Linked DNA regions of Mus musculus: region 2 is linked to region 1. A link is a contact called in public Hi-C data. All regions are on one chromosome and are shown on one strand. The core of a region is the stretch at or near the end of the contact, and the rest is flanking DNA. Distances in the headings are between cores, read along the strand shown. Region 1 overlaps Kif3a (kinesin family member 3A). Region 2 has its middle 13 kb from the start of Il5.

What was found. A called contact is a pair of places that touch in the nucleus more often than the background predicts.
Region 2: a contact with region 1 is called in a Hi-C map of the G1E-ER4 cell line, with 5 times the contacts expected there. The contact joins two enhancer-like sites. A contact is called at or near these places in 9 of 39 promoter capture datasets (3T3-L1-derived adipocytes, the HPC-7 cell line, HPC-7-derived erythroid cells and 5 more), 4 of 15 datasets of contacts at CTCF or cohesin (CD8 T cells, the G1E-ER4 cell line and the NIH/3T3 cell line), 69 of 484 Hi-C or Micro-C datasets (B cells, the Ba/F3 cell line, CD4 T cells and 42 more), 7 of 115 datasets of contacts at active chromatin or transcription factors (the HPC-7 cell line, T-cell acute lymphoblastic leukemia, Th17 cells and 3 more) and 4 of 9 other capture datasets (adipose tissue, embryonic stem cells, liver and 1 more).

The regions. Positions count from the first base shown.
Region 1 is chr11:53,585,358-53,592,712 of GRCm38.p6, forward strand. Kif3a (kinesin family member 3A) reads left to right here. Exons shown (of 18, transcript NM_008443.4): 9 at 1,478-1,573; 10 at 5,360-5,368. Among named protein-coding and RNA genes, the nearest start is that of Kif3a, 22 kb to the left of the region's middle. Within about 2 kb of position 5,299, at least 29 of the 459 cell types and tissues checked have an H3K27ac peak or open chromatin away from gene starts, as enhancers often do. A contact at or near this core is called in the G1E-ER4 cell line and group 2 innate lymphoid cells, where this site is marked.
Region 2 is chr11:53,729,940-53,737,182 of GRCm38.p6, forward strand. No RefSeq gene overlaps it. Among named protein-coding and RNA genes, the nearest start is that of Il5, 13 kb to the left of the region's middle. Within about 2 kb of position 2,527, at least 3 of the 459 cell types and tissues checked have an H3K27ac peak or open chromatin away from gene starts, as enhancers often do. A contact at or near this core is called in the G1E-ER4 cell line and group 2 innate lymphoid cells, where this site is marked.

The DNA of each region.
Region 1 (7,355 bases), core at 4,049-6,548:
TGGTTCGTGTGAATGGTGTGACTGCACATTGGATACACACAGAGTCAAGTCTGTGCAGATGGTGCCGTGCATGTATGTGCCCAGAGGCAGTCATGCGACCGACAGTCATGTTGTTTGTGACAGGCTTCACTTTATTGTGTCCTTCTGACCCCGTGCTCTTGTTTTTATGATCTAGTTAATAGAATGATCATAAACAATAAAATGTAGGCAAAAGCATTAAAATAATAATTTTATAAATGTATTTTAAAATTATTTGAGGCATGTCAAAGTTCATATAGTACAGATGGTTTCCATCTGCCCATGTGTGGCATCACTCACATCAGAGTCTTGTTATTGAGCCCAGAAAATGCTGAGTCAGAACCACTCACCAACCTGCGCGCTACTCAGACTTTGCCTGTTTTCCTCCAGTGAGGCCCTGTGTGAAATGGCAGCTTATGACTGTTCGTTCTCTTGATCTTTTTGATATAGAGTCTCACTCAGTAGCTCCCAAAGACTTGCGACTCTTTAAAAACATAAATGTCAGGGCTGGAGAGAAGGCTCAGCGGCCGCTCTCCTACAGGACCTGCTTTCTATTTTTAGTCCCTACACAGTGGCTTACAGCCATGTAAGCACCCATGTACATAAAATTCAAAACAAAGGTAGAAATCTTCAGCAGAAAACAGGAGAAAATGCTCCCCAAAATGATCACAATTTCATTTTTTAAATTTTTAAAAAAGTGTGTTTTTTTAAGTCTATTTACTTATTTTATATGTATGTGAGTACGCTGTTGCTGTCTTCAGACACACCAGAAGAGGGCATCAGATCTCATTACAGATGGTTGTGAGCCACCATGTGGTTGCTGGGAATTAAACTCAGGACCTCTGGAAGAGCAGCCAGTGCTCTTACCCACTGGGCCATCTCTCTAGCTCTTCAGATCACAATTGTAAAAAGCAAATGCTAGTTCATGATCCTTGTATGTGCTTAAAGCTATGCTCACAATGGATCAGATTTTTATTCTGTAAAAATAAAATTTTTAGGTAGGCATGAAGGTACACACCTTTAATCCCAGCACTCAGGAGACAGATGCAGGCAGAGTGCTGTGAGTCCCAGGCCAGACAGGACATAGTGAGATCCTGTCTCAAAATAAAATGTCCATGTACATAGTGTGTGTGGTTGCATGTGATCTGTACATGTGCACAGGCTTAGAGACAAGAGGACAGTGCAGGTGGTGTTCCTTTTGGGACCAGGGGAAGACGGGATCTCTCACTGGCCTGGACTTCACCAAGTGAATTGCTAGCTTGTTAGCAAACTCCAGGAATCCTGCAGTCTCCACCTGCCCTTTTAAACATCGGATACACTATCCAGAACATTTAAATGGATTTTCAGTTTGCATTTGGTGCAACAAAAACTTAATGAAGAGAACAGATAAAGGTGTTTTCTAAATAGCCAATAATGGCATGGTAACAGACTAAAAGTCATTGTTAAATTTCTCTCCAAGGGGAAGAAGTGTCAGGCTCTGACATCAGTGGGTCAGAGGAGGATGACGAGGAGGGTGAACTTGGAGAAGATGGAGAAAAAAAGAAAAAGAGAAGGGGTAAGTTTTGCTCATGCTCTAACCAGTTGGAACTGGCTAGAGCTGCCCCCTGATGATGCAGTGGCCACTTTTTATTTGCTGTTTTTAATTAAGGTAGTGGTTCCAACAGGGAGTGCATGCTACATGCAGTTAACCTTGTAAACTTGTTGTTTATCTTGCCACCTAGGATGCCATATCATCGCTTGTAAAATTTTAAGTTGTAAAACTCTGCGGTAGTAGACACAGCATTGGGCAGTTTTACATCTTTGTTAGTTACCTATTTGCTTTTGAGATTAGGACAATGTGGGATTTCTTTTCAAGGGATGTTAGTTGTTAAAAGCCATGTGCCCAGAGCTAAATTTGAATGAGGACTACAGGTTTTCCTCGAGTTCCTTTCTTTGTGAACCGTGGGTCATTCTTACCCTGTAAGCCTGTGGTGCTGAGGAGGCTGCAGACAGCACATAGAAAAGGATGTCCCTGCCTCATTTCACACTCAGACCTCTCCTCAGCTACTGCAGGCTGTGCACATTCATAGTTAACCAAATCGTTTCTTGTTGAAAACAGACCCCTTACTGCTTGATGGGGAAGCCTAAGTCGAAACTGAAGATTCTGTACAATCAGAACCTTCAGGGGAAAAGCACCGTTGTAGGGCAGGAGTTGGCAGACTGCAGCGTGCTGGGCAGATCCTTGTGGAACCTGCTTTTGTAAATAAAGTGTTTGAAAGCAGCCATGCTCATTTGTTTACTTGTGGTCTCTGGCTCTTTCACACTAAAGCATGTGGCCTGGCTGTTGGGCCTTTTGCAAAAACTGTCAGCTGTCCCTGACTTTCAGAGCTAGTTAGTTTTCTGACCTGAAAGCAGATAATAGACTTATTAAAAGTAAATTTTATGTAGAAAAACAGTGCCACTGTTTAATATGTTAGGATATTTTAAAGTAGGGGCTGGTGAGATGGCTCAGCGGTTAAGAGCACTGACTACTCTTAGCAACCCACATGGCAGCTCCCAACTGTCTGAAACTCCAGGTCCAGAGGATCTGACATCCTCAAATACCAGTGCACATTAAATAAATAGATAGATAGATAAAATATTTTTTTTTTAAAAAAGCTATCTTGCCGGGCGTGGTGGCGCACACCTTTAGTCCCAGCACTTGGGAGGCAGAGGCAGGCAGATTTCTGAGTTCGAGGCCAGCCTGGTCTACAGAGTGAGTTCCAGGACAGCCAGTGCTATACAGAGAAACCCTGTCTTGAAAAACAAACAAACAAACAAACAAAAAAGCTATCTTAAAGTACCACGTCCTGAGAAGCTTCACATTTTCCGGTGATCCTCGTCAGTTATACTCCAGAGCTTTAAACATAAGGAAGTAAAGCTGCTGTCTCGAGGGGAGGAGGGGAATTGGAGACAATGTTGTCTGTGATGAAGAACAGCTTATTTTTATAGTGTGAATTGTGTGACTTTGTGGTTTAAAGCAGTTTCTCCTCCTTAGCAGCTTAGATAGATTTGCCTGTCACCGAGTGACTTTCCTGTCATTTCAACCCTCTGAATAATTATGTTTTAGATGAGTAGTGGGGTTTGCCACTGCTGCAGATCTTTAAAGAAATGCATGGCTTTGTGGCGAGAGTTCAGTGGCGGGACTACCTAGTTTCAAGCTGGAGTGAGTCGCGCTTGAATGCAAAGCTTCAGTGTCCCCTGAGTCCTCCTGCAGAACTCAGGTTTTCTCTGTGTACTTGTTCAATCTTGTTCCTCTCTCTGGTTGCCGTGGGCTCGTTTCTTTGTCTTCCAGGCAGTAGCAGCAGCAGTAGCTCAGACTCCACATGTTCTGTCATAGAGAAGCCCCTGGATGAGTTCTTGCCTCGTGAGTGGCGGCCCTCACCTTCTCTAACAGAGCTCTGGCTTCTCCATCACTCATGGGCTTCATTTGGGAGATGCTGCCCCACTCCCTGTCATGACTGGTCCATGTTGGGCTCCCTGTAGAACAAGCATGTGATCCCCACCCTGCCATGGCGTCAGTGAACTGTGAAACATAGGCCAGAGCCTATGTTTGAGACAGTGGGAGAGAGATTCATGCTTTTGCCACTGAGATAATGTAAGAGAGCCAGTAAGCTGTGTGAAAGAATAATTCACAGGGTTCTTTCTTATGCCTCATACATTTTAAATTCTGGTCGGTGTAAGAGACACAAACAACAAATCTTGAATCTCTACAAGCACAAATTAAAGTTTGTTGGTGCAGCAGCACACACTGTAACAAGCCATACGTGCTCCAGATAAAGCGATGTGTGAAGCCCGAGGCGGAGAGAGAAGCCTGAGTGGTGCTTCATGCCAACCACATGCTTCCCTGCTACGGTACCAGGTCCTTTTTAAGACTCTGAGATGTGATTAGAAAACTCAGTCACAGAGTTCATAAACTCGGTCCAGACTTACTTCAGACTGAGATTTTATTATAAACCATTAAGTTGAAAAGCGCTATGTACCTTTGTCTATTTCTACTTTCAGAAGAAAATGGAAGCCATGCTTGCTTCCCCAGCTCGCTCGCAGCTTGCTGTCTCTTAAAGCATTATCTGTATCCTTACCTGCTCCAGACTAATGGCAGAGACCGTTGCTTTCAGCTGTACTAGGGAATAGTTCAAGAATCTCAAGACACTGTGTCTGTGACACTGTAGAAGCAAGTTACCAGAAGAGCTGACCTCCCCGGATAACTTATAAAATGCACGGCATTGTTCAGACATCACATAGAAGCACAGTTTTGTGTATAAACTGTGAAGTGAGAGAAGTACCTGAGCAGGCAGCAGCATTGTTCTCCAGTTTTCTGTTCTAAAACTTACATTCTTAGAGAGTAGCTACATGAAAGTGGGTTGTGAAATGAGTTGTACCTTATTCAATTCAAGACCTTTCTTTCCAATTCAAGAAGCTTTAATTGCTGTTTGCATAGTGAACACTTACTTTCTGTTGTTGTAACATGGATGTGTTGGGGAGTGGAGAGCATGTGGGTGCTGTGTTAACTGTGTGTATGCCCCCTCCCATTAAAAAATGCAAATGGCCGCTCAGTGTCCCTTGCTTGAATCATCAGTTGTCATTTTCTTCTCTAGTCGTTAAGTACCCAGAACAATCCACCATAGGCGGAATGGGAGTTTGCTACTATACAGGTGCACTTCATTTTATGTAACTAGAGCTGCTTACAAATCAAGTTGGAAAATAAAATATTATGAACTGAATGCCTTTAAAATTCATTAATCCTTTTGTTAGTCACATGATCAGTATAAACTACTGTAAATTAGTTTATCTATTTTGTTGCTTCAGGTCTACCTGGTAGATTTTCTTTAAATGGGGGACACCTGTAATGGGTTTTTATATAGGAAGAAAAAACATTGAATTGGGAAATTTTGGAAATGGACAATGAGAGCTTTGCTACTTTTAATTTACTAATTTTAAAAATTGACTTCGTTTGCCCTTCTAGCTATTTTCCAGGTCTTAGCAGGTTCCCAATTCCATGTCTGTCACCCATCAGCATAAGCACATGCTCTGAGCGGTACCACCTGCAGGGGGCGCTGTGGGCACCTGAGATTGCGCGGGAACCACAGGGTGAACTGAGGCTAGCATTCGTGCTTGTCTTACCGAACGAACATGCTTTCTTTTTTCTGTCGGCTCTGTTTCAGTTTTGATTATTTGATTCATGTCTGTGCTCGTGCTAAATGAGTGCTGTTACACGTTTTCTCTGTTTTACAAAGGAAATAATGTTTTCCTCTCTTCCCTCCCCATCTCTGTGCACACGCTTCCTGTCTGCGGCTCGCTTACCTTACCGCTGCTTTGCAAGACCAAGCAGGTTGGTGTGATTGGCTGGCACTTCACCTGGTGCGCTCACTCATTTTCTCAAGACCTTTTATTTAAGTACTTGACTTTTTTATTTTAATAATTTTTACAAGGTAAGTATCTGTCTTTTTAAAACAATTCCATTTTAGCTATTTTAAAAGCCTTCTCCCCTAAATCCTTAAAGACCTATTAAGTCAGTTTTTGAAAATGTACTTGTACCTGATTTGACAGCATTTTCCTCCTCTTTTGAAGGCCAAGAGTCAGTTTTTATTGCCTACACCATGGGTTCTTGTGACACATGTGACATTAGTCGGGTTGTCACTTCCTGCAGCTCTACCCATGCCCACCCCATCAGGTCACCTTCACTTCGGTGGCCCCTGGCAGACAGGGCACTGGAAGGCTCACTACTTCTCTTTGACTTAGCTAAATACTTTTTATACTCACAACATGCCTTTTTAGATTTATTTACTTAAACTTTTTGTGCTAAATTTTATCAGTGAAAACTAGAAAAGTTTCTGAGGTTGGGTTTTTCCAAACCTTCTGGAGGTTTTGTGGTCGATGTTTTGTTTTGTTTTTTAATTGATTTGGTTGGTGAAACTGCGTGTGGTCCCGGGAATGAGCCCAGGGCTTTGCACATGGTGGCCAAGCACTGAGCTACGCCCCCATCTCCTTTAAAAAAAAAATCTCTTCAGAAGCATATGTAGACTCTTATGCCATTGGAGCGGTCCAAGTACCCATTGAGGGCACAGAAGGCAGATTGCTTCAGGCTCCTCACAGCATCCCCCAGTGGAGAGCAGGCTACTGGAAGCTAAGGCTTATATCTAGGGGAGCACGGGATACAAATTTATTCCTTAAAGATCTATGTAAAAGTTACTCTTGGTCACCAAATTTTTACACAGTCACATTTAGCTTAAAGTATTACTTGAAAAAAATAATGTGACTTGTCACAGTGATTCTGGCTAGAGCCACATGGGACTTGAATGTGTGGACCTTTGAACTGACCCTAGCTGTGTGCTCAGTGTCTTCATGAAACCCTCTTGAGCACGGTGAGGCGCTTGCATCTAAAGCACGGATTTGGAGGGATCACTGTGTAAGACAATCACCTCAGCAACAGACAGCATTTATACATCTTCCTATGCAGCCCTGTTTTGTATTACTGCCTCCTAATGGGTTTTTTGGAGCTGTTTATAACTATTAGCAAGACAAAACACTATGAGTCCAAAATTACATTCCCATATTGACCTGCACACCTCATCTCTGATCTTAGTACCCAGGCCTTCCACACACGCTGTTTTTGTTTTAACGTATTTACCATTTTTCTCTAAATGTTTGTAACCCTGAGGTGGAAGTTACATGATCTAAGGCGTATGTACTTCCTGTAAACCTGAGCTTAGACTTTTCTTCTCAAATTTTTAATAAATTATTGCTGATAGAAAGTCTTTTCATGGAGTTCATTGGGAGTAAGAATTCAATTGTTTGTGAAGACTATTCTGTACAGCATAATTCTGAAGGTTCAAAGCAGATGGCTGTGCCGTTAGGCCCAGGCCGCCTCGGGCCCAGAGTGCAGTGAATCACACCACCCCAGCCCCTGGGTCCCAGCTCTGAGCTCCTCGTTGGTTTGTGCTTAGATTTTGCTTTAGTCTTTGGTTCTGAAGAAGGAACGATGCCGCTCAACTCTTGAATTCCTAATGTGATTTTGTCGTAAGAGTTGAAAAAGCCTATGCATGGTCCTGCCTTTCACGGCTCCTGCAAGAGTCTGCTTAGATCTGTAGTCCCCTTGCCATTGGTTTTCGGTTCCTTTTCCTTCTCAGCAGGAGGGCTGGATTTGGGGTAGAGGTATTAGTTTATCATCCTCTGTCCTTGTCCCTTGGGAAGGAAGTAGAGAATGACAAGCTTTCAGGAGAGCCTCAGGCCTGACAGTTCTCTGAAACGCTTGTTGTTCTGAAGGAACACAATTCTAAGAACTTGCATCAACCACAAATGAATTGTCATTTGCTCAG
Region 2 (7,243 bases), core at 1,277-3,776, 140 kb after region 1:
ACCTTGTCACCAGTGTCTGCCTTTGGTGGGATTTTGGATCCGGGCCATTCTAATGAGTGTATAGTGGTATCTGGCTTTAACTTGAAATTCCCTGATGACATATGATGTCCTTTTATATTTGTACTTCCTGGGTCAGGGTTTTCTAGAGAAAGAGAACCAGTATAATGAATATGTATTAAAATGGAGATTTAAAGCCAGGTGGTGGTGGCTCCAAACATGCCTTTGATCCCAGCATTCAGGGAGGCAGAAGCAGGCTATCTCTCTGAGTTGAAGCCAGTCTAGTTAACAGAGTGAGTTCCAGGACAGCCAAGGCAACACTGAAAAACCCTGTCTCAAACAAAACAAAACAAAATGGGGGTGGGGGGGTCTTGGGCTCATTGCTCGGCTCAGGTGCTGGCTACCAAACTTGACGTCTGAAGCTCAGTCCTTGGATACCACGTGGTAGAAAAACAACGTCCACAAGCTGCCCTTGGGTGAGCATTCCTAGCAAGAAACGATTCTCTTTTACACGGGATATTCTAGTTTCATTTCTGCTGCTGCAATGGAGTGCTCTGACAAAAAAAAAGAACTTGGGGAGAAAGGTTTGGTTTAGCTCACCATTCAGGGTTACAGGCCATTGCTGCAGAGGAGTCAAGGTAGTAAGGAAAGGCTTATCATGCCACACCCACAGTCAAGAGCAGAGACATAAATGTGATACTATGTCCATTTAGCTGAATAACAGCAGGGCCTATGACCCACCTATCCACAGACACAGCATCAAACTGACTTCCAGCGACTTGTCCTTATACCTATAGATTCATGCATGTCTCGGCTCTCGTCAGAGACATTTTTATTGGCAGTAATTGTCGATTAGCACAGAGATCCACAACTGGTCAAGGAACAGAGAATGAGAGACTGCAGGATGTTCAGCCTTAGACGGGGCATCTATATTATACACCCCCTCCCAAGTTCAGGAACCATCAAAGGAAATGGGGTGGAAAGAGCATAAGCTTCAGACGTAGCGGCAACTCTAAGGAAACAGTCTTCCGGATACAGTAGGACAGCTACCATGTGACCTCGCAGCAGCTGCGACACCAGGCACTGGATTTGTGTAGACCCAAGCCTGACTAAACTTCAGCCCGAAAGGAGAGATGAGCACCAAGTCCCGCCTCTAGAGAGAAACTATTGGCAACTGATAGATGCTGTGGGGTGGGGGTGGGACTTCTGCAAGTTCTGGAGTTCTAGCCATGCTCCAGTGGAAGACCGCACATCCAAGAGTGTGGGCAATGCAAACCAGACATGATGGGTTACAAAAACAAAACAACAAAAAAGCCCACAAATCTGGGTGGGTAGGCCGGGGGGGGGGGATCTGGAAGGAGTTGGGGAGGGCTGATTAGGATCAACACATTGTTTGAAATTCTCAAAGAACCCATTTTTTTGGGGGGGGGGAGTCTGTTTTAAGAGCAGAGAAAAATGACTGCATGCATGCATAGTAGCTGACCTCCACTCTACAGTGGAGGGCTCCGAACCTGATGCTGCCAATTTCAGGCTAGAGCCTCCCACCTTAAAGAAGGCAATCGGGACAACCCCACCCAACCCCTACAACATGGCCGCCGGCCAATCTGAACTTCCCGTTTCCGGCGATTCTAAGTTGTGTCAAGTTGACCATCAAAATAAACCACCACACTGAATAACTTGGAAGAGTAGTTACTGAGGGGACTCCTAAAATGAGAACAAGATGTAGGGAAAGAAACCTATCTAAAGTTAGTAACCGCAGGAGTGGAACCAGAAGGCTCAGGGGTACTATATACAGAGGAACCCTTTATGAACACTGGAACTTCCTGTGAGGAGGGACTGGAAAGATGAACATCCTGACTCCATGCTCCTCCCACCTTTGGATCACTGACCAGTGCTTGCCAACCCACTGCCAAATCTACAGATGAAGAACTCAGCAGTGGGCCAGTGAAATGGTTCAGTTAGCAAAGATGTTTGCTGTTGAACTTGATGACCTGGGTTTGATCCCTGGGACCTACATGGTGGACGTGGAGAACCGACTCTGGACCTCTAATCTCCACTTGTGTGCTGGAGCACGCATGCCCCACTTCCCAGGCTTAATAAATAAATATAACTTTTTAAAGAGTCTAAAAACAAAAAGAATTCATTTGTGTTATCCACTGAGGTCCACCTCCAAGTACCCAGGAAAGGCTGAGGGAGAGCTAAGGGCACCGGAGAGGCAGGGTCTCCCTTCCCAAATGTGGGAATTAATAGGTGAGAACCCTTCCAGCGCAGACCACGAAGGAAAAGATAAACTCATTCACTCACTTTGGCATTTGCGAAGACCGGTGGCGAGCTAGGGAAAATATTGACAATGGACAAATTTCCAGAAAGTATCGCAAAGTTCTCTTAATTAATCAGAAAAAGATAATTAACCCACTCAAAAAGGAAAAGAAAAAAAAAAAAGGTGAAAGACTTGAATCAGCACTACCCAGAACAGGAAATGCAAATGGCCAATAAACACAGGAAGAGATGCACACCGAGTTAGTTACCAGGGAAATGAAAAATTAAACCACAGGGAGATAACACTTCGCACCCACCCGACTGGCAGAAATCAAAAGTCAGATATTACACCTCAGTTCAGGATGTGAAGTAAAAGGAATTCTGATACATCACCCAGGGAATAAATTGGTAGTTTTGAAATGCAGATCCTAGAACACATTTCCGGCACACGCACCCGGTGACCCAGAGGTTCAACCTAGTATATGCCTTAAAGAAATCCTTGCCCACTGACCAGTTACAGCCTTGCTTTAAACAACTTCTTTTTCTGACCATCTCTCCCCTCCCCCCTCCTTCTTGAGACAGACAGGGTGTCTGTCACATAACCCATGCTGGCCTTGAACTTACTACGTATATTAAATACCTGACACCACCTCCTTCCATCTCCCAAATGTTGGGATTACGGGTACACACCATCATTTCCCATTTAAATGAAAAGTTAAATGTATTATTTTATGTATATGATTTTTTGCCTGCATGTATATCTGTGCACTGCATGTGTGCCTGGTTCCTGAGAAGAGCAGAAGAGAGCAGCAGATTCCCTGGCACTGGAATTACAGACAACCATGAGCCAACATGTGGGTGCTGGGAATTGAACCTGGGTCCTGTAGAAGAGTAGCCAATGCTCATAACCATCTCTCCAGCCCTAAATAAAGGTGGTTTTGTTTTTTTTTTTTAACTTCATGGATGATTTCAGATTTAAACAGAATTATTCAAATAGAGTAGATGCCCTCATCTTTGTGGCCTTTCCTCCCTGGGTGGATCCTTCGTAGATACTGATTTCTTTTTTATCCTTAACTAAAGGCCACACCTTACTCATATTTCCTAAATCTATCTAATATTCTATTTGGAGTAATCTTTTTGGATGCTGGGATTAAGCCCATTGCTTCTTGCATGTATACCATGGGCCATACACTCCCAAACCTTCAGCATTACGTTTAATTACATCAAGTCGGAGGAGGTTATGTCAGGGGTGGGGTTGTAGGGGAGGTTGAGGTTTCATAGGTTTTGGTTCAGTTGATTAAAACACTTTGTGCTGTTAAACAATTGGACCTCCTGGAATTGCTGGTTCGGTTGCACAAGAATGTTCTACTCATCTGGAAGTGCTCAGTAGGGGCTAAGGAGCAGTTTGGTGAAGCTAGGACACAATGGAGTCACTTTGGCCTGTCCTTCCTCATTCCAATATGGCCATCGTGGATCTGACCTGCTGCTCAGAGAGAACTGCCAAGTATGATGACATCAAGAAGAGGGTGAAGCAGGCATGTGGACCCCAAAGGGAATCCTGAACTATACTGAGGACCAGGCTGTCTCCTGTGACTTTAACAGCGGCACTCTTCCTCCTATGGTGATGGATGGCATCGCTCTCAATGACCACTTTGTCAAGCTCATTTTCTGATATGATAGTGAACTCAGCTACAGAGACAGAGTTATGGATCTCATGCCTTACAGGGTCTTCAAGAAATAAGAAGCCAGGGGCTGGAGAGACGGCTTAGCGGTTAAGAGCACTGACTGCTCTTCTGAAGGTCCTGAGTTCAATTCCTAACAACCACATGGTGGCTCACAACCATCCGTAGGGAGATCTGGCGCCCTCTTCTGGAGTATCTGAAGGCAGCTACAGTGTACTTACATTACATTAAATAAATAAATAAATAAATAAATAAATAAATAAGGAAAAAAAAGAAATAAGAAGCTGGGTGGTGGTGGTGCACGCCTTTACTCCCAGCACTTCGGAGGCAGAGGCAGGAGAATTTCTGAGTTCGAGGCCAGCCTGGTCTACAGAGTGAGTTCCAGGACAGCCAGGGCTACACAGAGAAACCCTGTCTCCAAACAAACAAAAAAACAAAAACAAAAAAATAAAGAAAAAAAAAAGAAATAAGAAGCCATGGACCACCCACACCATAAGAGAGGGGCCCTCAGCTGCTGAGGAGTCCCTGCCTGGATTCAGTCTCCATCACACTGAATATACCCTCACAGTTCCATTCCAGATACCCAGACAAGTTAGGAAACCCTATTCTCTCAATTACCACCAGTAAAGTTCACTACCAGGGACTGAGGAGATGGCTCAGCAGTTGAGAGCGCTGGATGCTCTTCCAGAAAACTCAGGTTCCAGTTCCAGCATCCACATGACATTTCACAACATTCTGTAACCCAGGGGGAGCTGGTGCCCTCTTCTGGACTCTGTATATGGTGCCCAGACATACAGGCAGACAAAGCACCCATAAGGATAAAAGAAACAAACAAACAAAAAAAGTTCCCTGCAGCCCCTGCCCCGAATAGGCAAAATAAAATAATATATAATATCAGAACATTTACATCTGTGACAAAACTTTAAAGGGTAACAAAGAAATGATTAACTCAGAGGAGGGGCTGGGATGTAGCTTCCTTGGAAGAGTGCTTGCCTGGGGTGCACAAAGCTCTAGGTTGGATCCCCAGCACGCTATACTCAGTGCTGGCACGTCGGAAGTAGGACCAGAAGTGCAAAGGGCTCCTCAGTTACATTTTGAGATTGAAGCCAGCCTCAAGGCAGTGTCAAGACACAGAGGTTCAGGGGTCAGGGGAGAAGAAAGGAAGGGAAGGGGAAACACCTGTTTCATGTCTCTTCTGGCAGGAGGGGATTTGGACACTGTGGTGGGGCAGGGGGTGCCCTCTGAGTTGATCGAGTTTGAGGTCGTTGGCATGAGTGCTGTTTTCTCTCGTACATATGACCGGTTTCATAATAATCAGTTTGAAAGTGCCCGAGCCTGCTCTTTTCTACCCCTGGAAGGGTACTTCCCACCCAGTACTTTCTACCCCTGGAAAGGTACTTCCCCTCCCCCTGTTGAATCGAGGTGGGAGAAACCCGGAGCTGAAGCAAACAGGAACTTCTTTCTGTCTTGGAAGAAATGGGGTTTTGTCTTCTACCATTCTATTCAAACCCCACCATACATCGCGATGCTTCCCGTTTCTCGGATGTCTAGAAAGACGCTCACAACACTGTAAAGAGCGGAAGCAGGGCAGCTTACAGGGTCCCCTAGAGCCCTCAGCATCTTTCGAACGGGCAGGCTGGACTCTTAGCAGTGGTCTGGAATGAAGGCCAAATCTATGCTTCTAAGTGAGGAATGATCCCAAGTGTGAAGGCTCGTAAGCAAGGCGACTCTCCTTGCAAGAATCGCCACAACTAGAAGCAGACCAGTTGCCCAGGCTACTGGGCTCTGGGCACTGATGTTCCACATCCACCTGTCACTTGTCCCTGAGGAGCATCTATGGCAGTACAGGATCAGACACAGCCCTGCTTTAGCTCATGGTCTCCAGTAGAGGGAGACAGTGAGCGCACATACGAAGCGGCTGTACAGGGTGGTAGGGTGAGTGCGGCGGAGGAGCGTGCGATGGATGTGAAACAGCGCCGTGTTCTGCATGTGTTCAGTTTCCCGAAGCTGGACAAAGAGAATCACATTCTCTCTTGCTAAGGTCCAAGTCCAAAGCCTTTGCCAAAAAAGCGAGAATTTCCCAGGGCCTGTGCTGTCGAGGTGATCACTAGGTCTCTCTTGACGCTGCTGCGTGTTTTGTTTTGTGGACCTTCTTAGCCGGTCAGGAGCTTTGGCCGTGTCCTGGAACCTAACAAAACGCAGACCCTTGGCACAGCCACACTCACCAGCTGTCTCTTGGTCTTTGAATTCCACCTGAGCACAAACAGACCTGTTCTTTTTCTTTTACTTTGTTTTAGATTCATTATTTTTCTTCAAAAAAAAAAAAGTTTACATTTTTTGAGACAGGGTTTCTCTGTGTAGTCCTAGCTGTCTTGGAACCCACAATGTAGAACAGGCTGATCTCAAACTCAGAGATTTGCCTGCCTCTGCCTCTGTCTCATGAGTGCTGGAATTAAGTGTGTGCCACCATGCCCAACTTATTTTATTTATTTATTTATTTATTTTTTTTTTTTTTTGGTTTTTCGAGACAGGGTTTCTCTGTATAGCCCTGGCTGTCCTGGAACTCACTTTGTAGACCAGGCTGGCCTCGAACTCAGTGATCCACCTGCCTCTGCCTCCCGAGTGCTGGGATTAAAGGCGTGGGCCACCACGCCCGGCTCCAACTTATTTTAAAAATATTTTACTGCTGGTCAATGGTGGCACATTTTGAATCCCAGTACTAGAATGGCAGAGGCAGTCAAATCTGAGTTCGAGGCTGGCCTGGTTTGCAGGGTGAGTTCCACGACAGCCAGACCTACAAAGAGAAACCCTGTCTTGAAAACAAAACAAAAACAAAGCAAAGCAAAACAAAACAAAACAATTATATGTGTATGTGTGTGTGTGCATGCATGAGTGCATGCATGTGTGTGTGTACACGCGTGTGTTCATATGGATATGTGCCATGTGAGTGTTTGTGCCCATGGTGGTCAGAGGAGGGCACGGGATCCCCTGGAACTGGAGTTTCAGGCGGTTGTAAGCAAAGTACTGAGAACAGAACTCAGGTCCTCTGTGAGAGCAGTATGGCGAGCCCCTGCACTTTATTTTACAGTCAGATTCTCACTATGCAACTGCCTACCCCTATTCTGAGTCAAGGGGTCATTGGCCCCTAAACTGAGTGATCTTCCTGTCTCTGTCTCCTGAGCCCTGGGCTTTCCAGGCTTGTATCATCACCAAGCTCGCCTTTTGAAGTCTTTTAGAAAATAGATCAACCTTGAAACCACGAGCTCAGCTCACTATCTCCCTCTTGTGGCCGAAATTCCCACCAG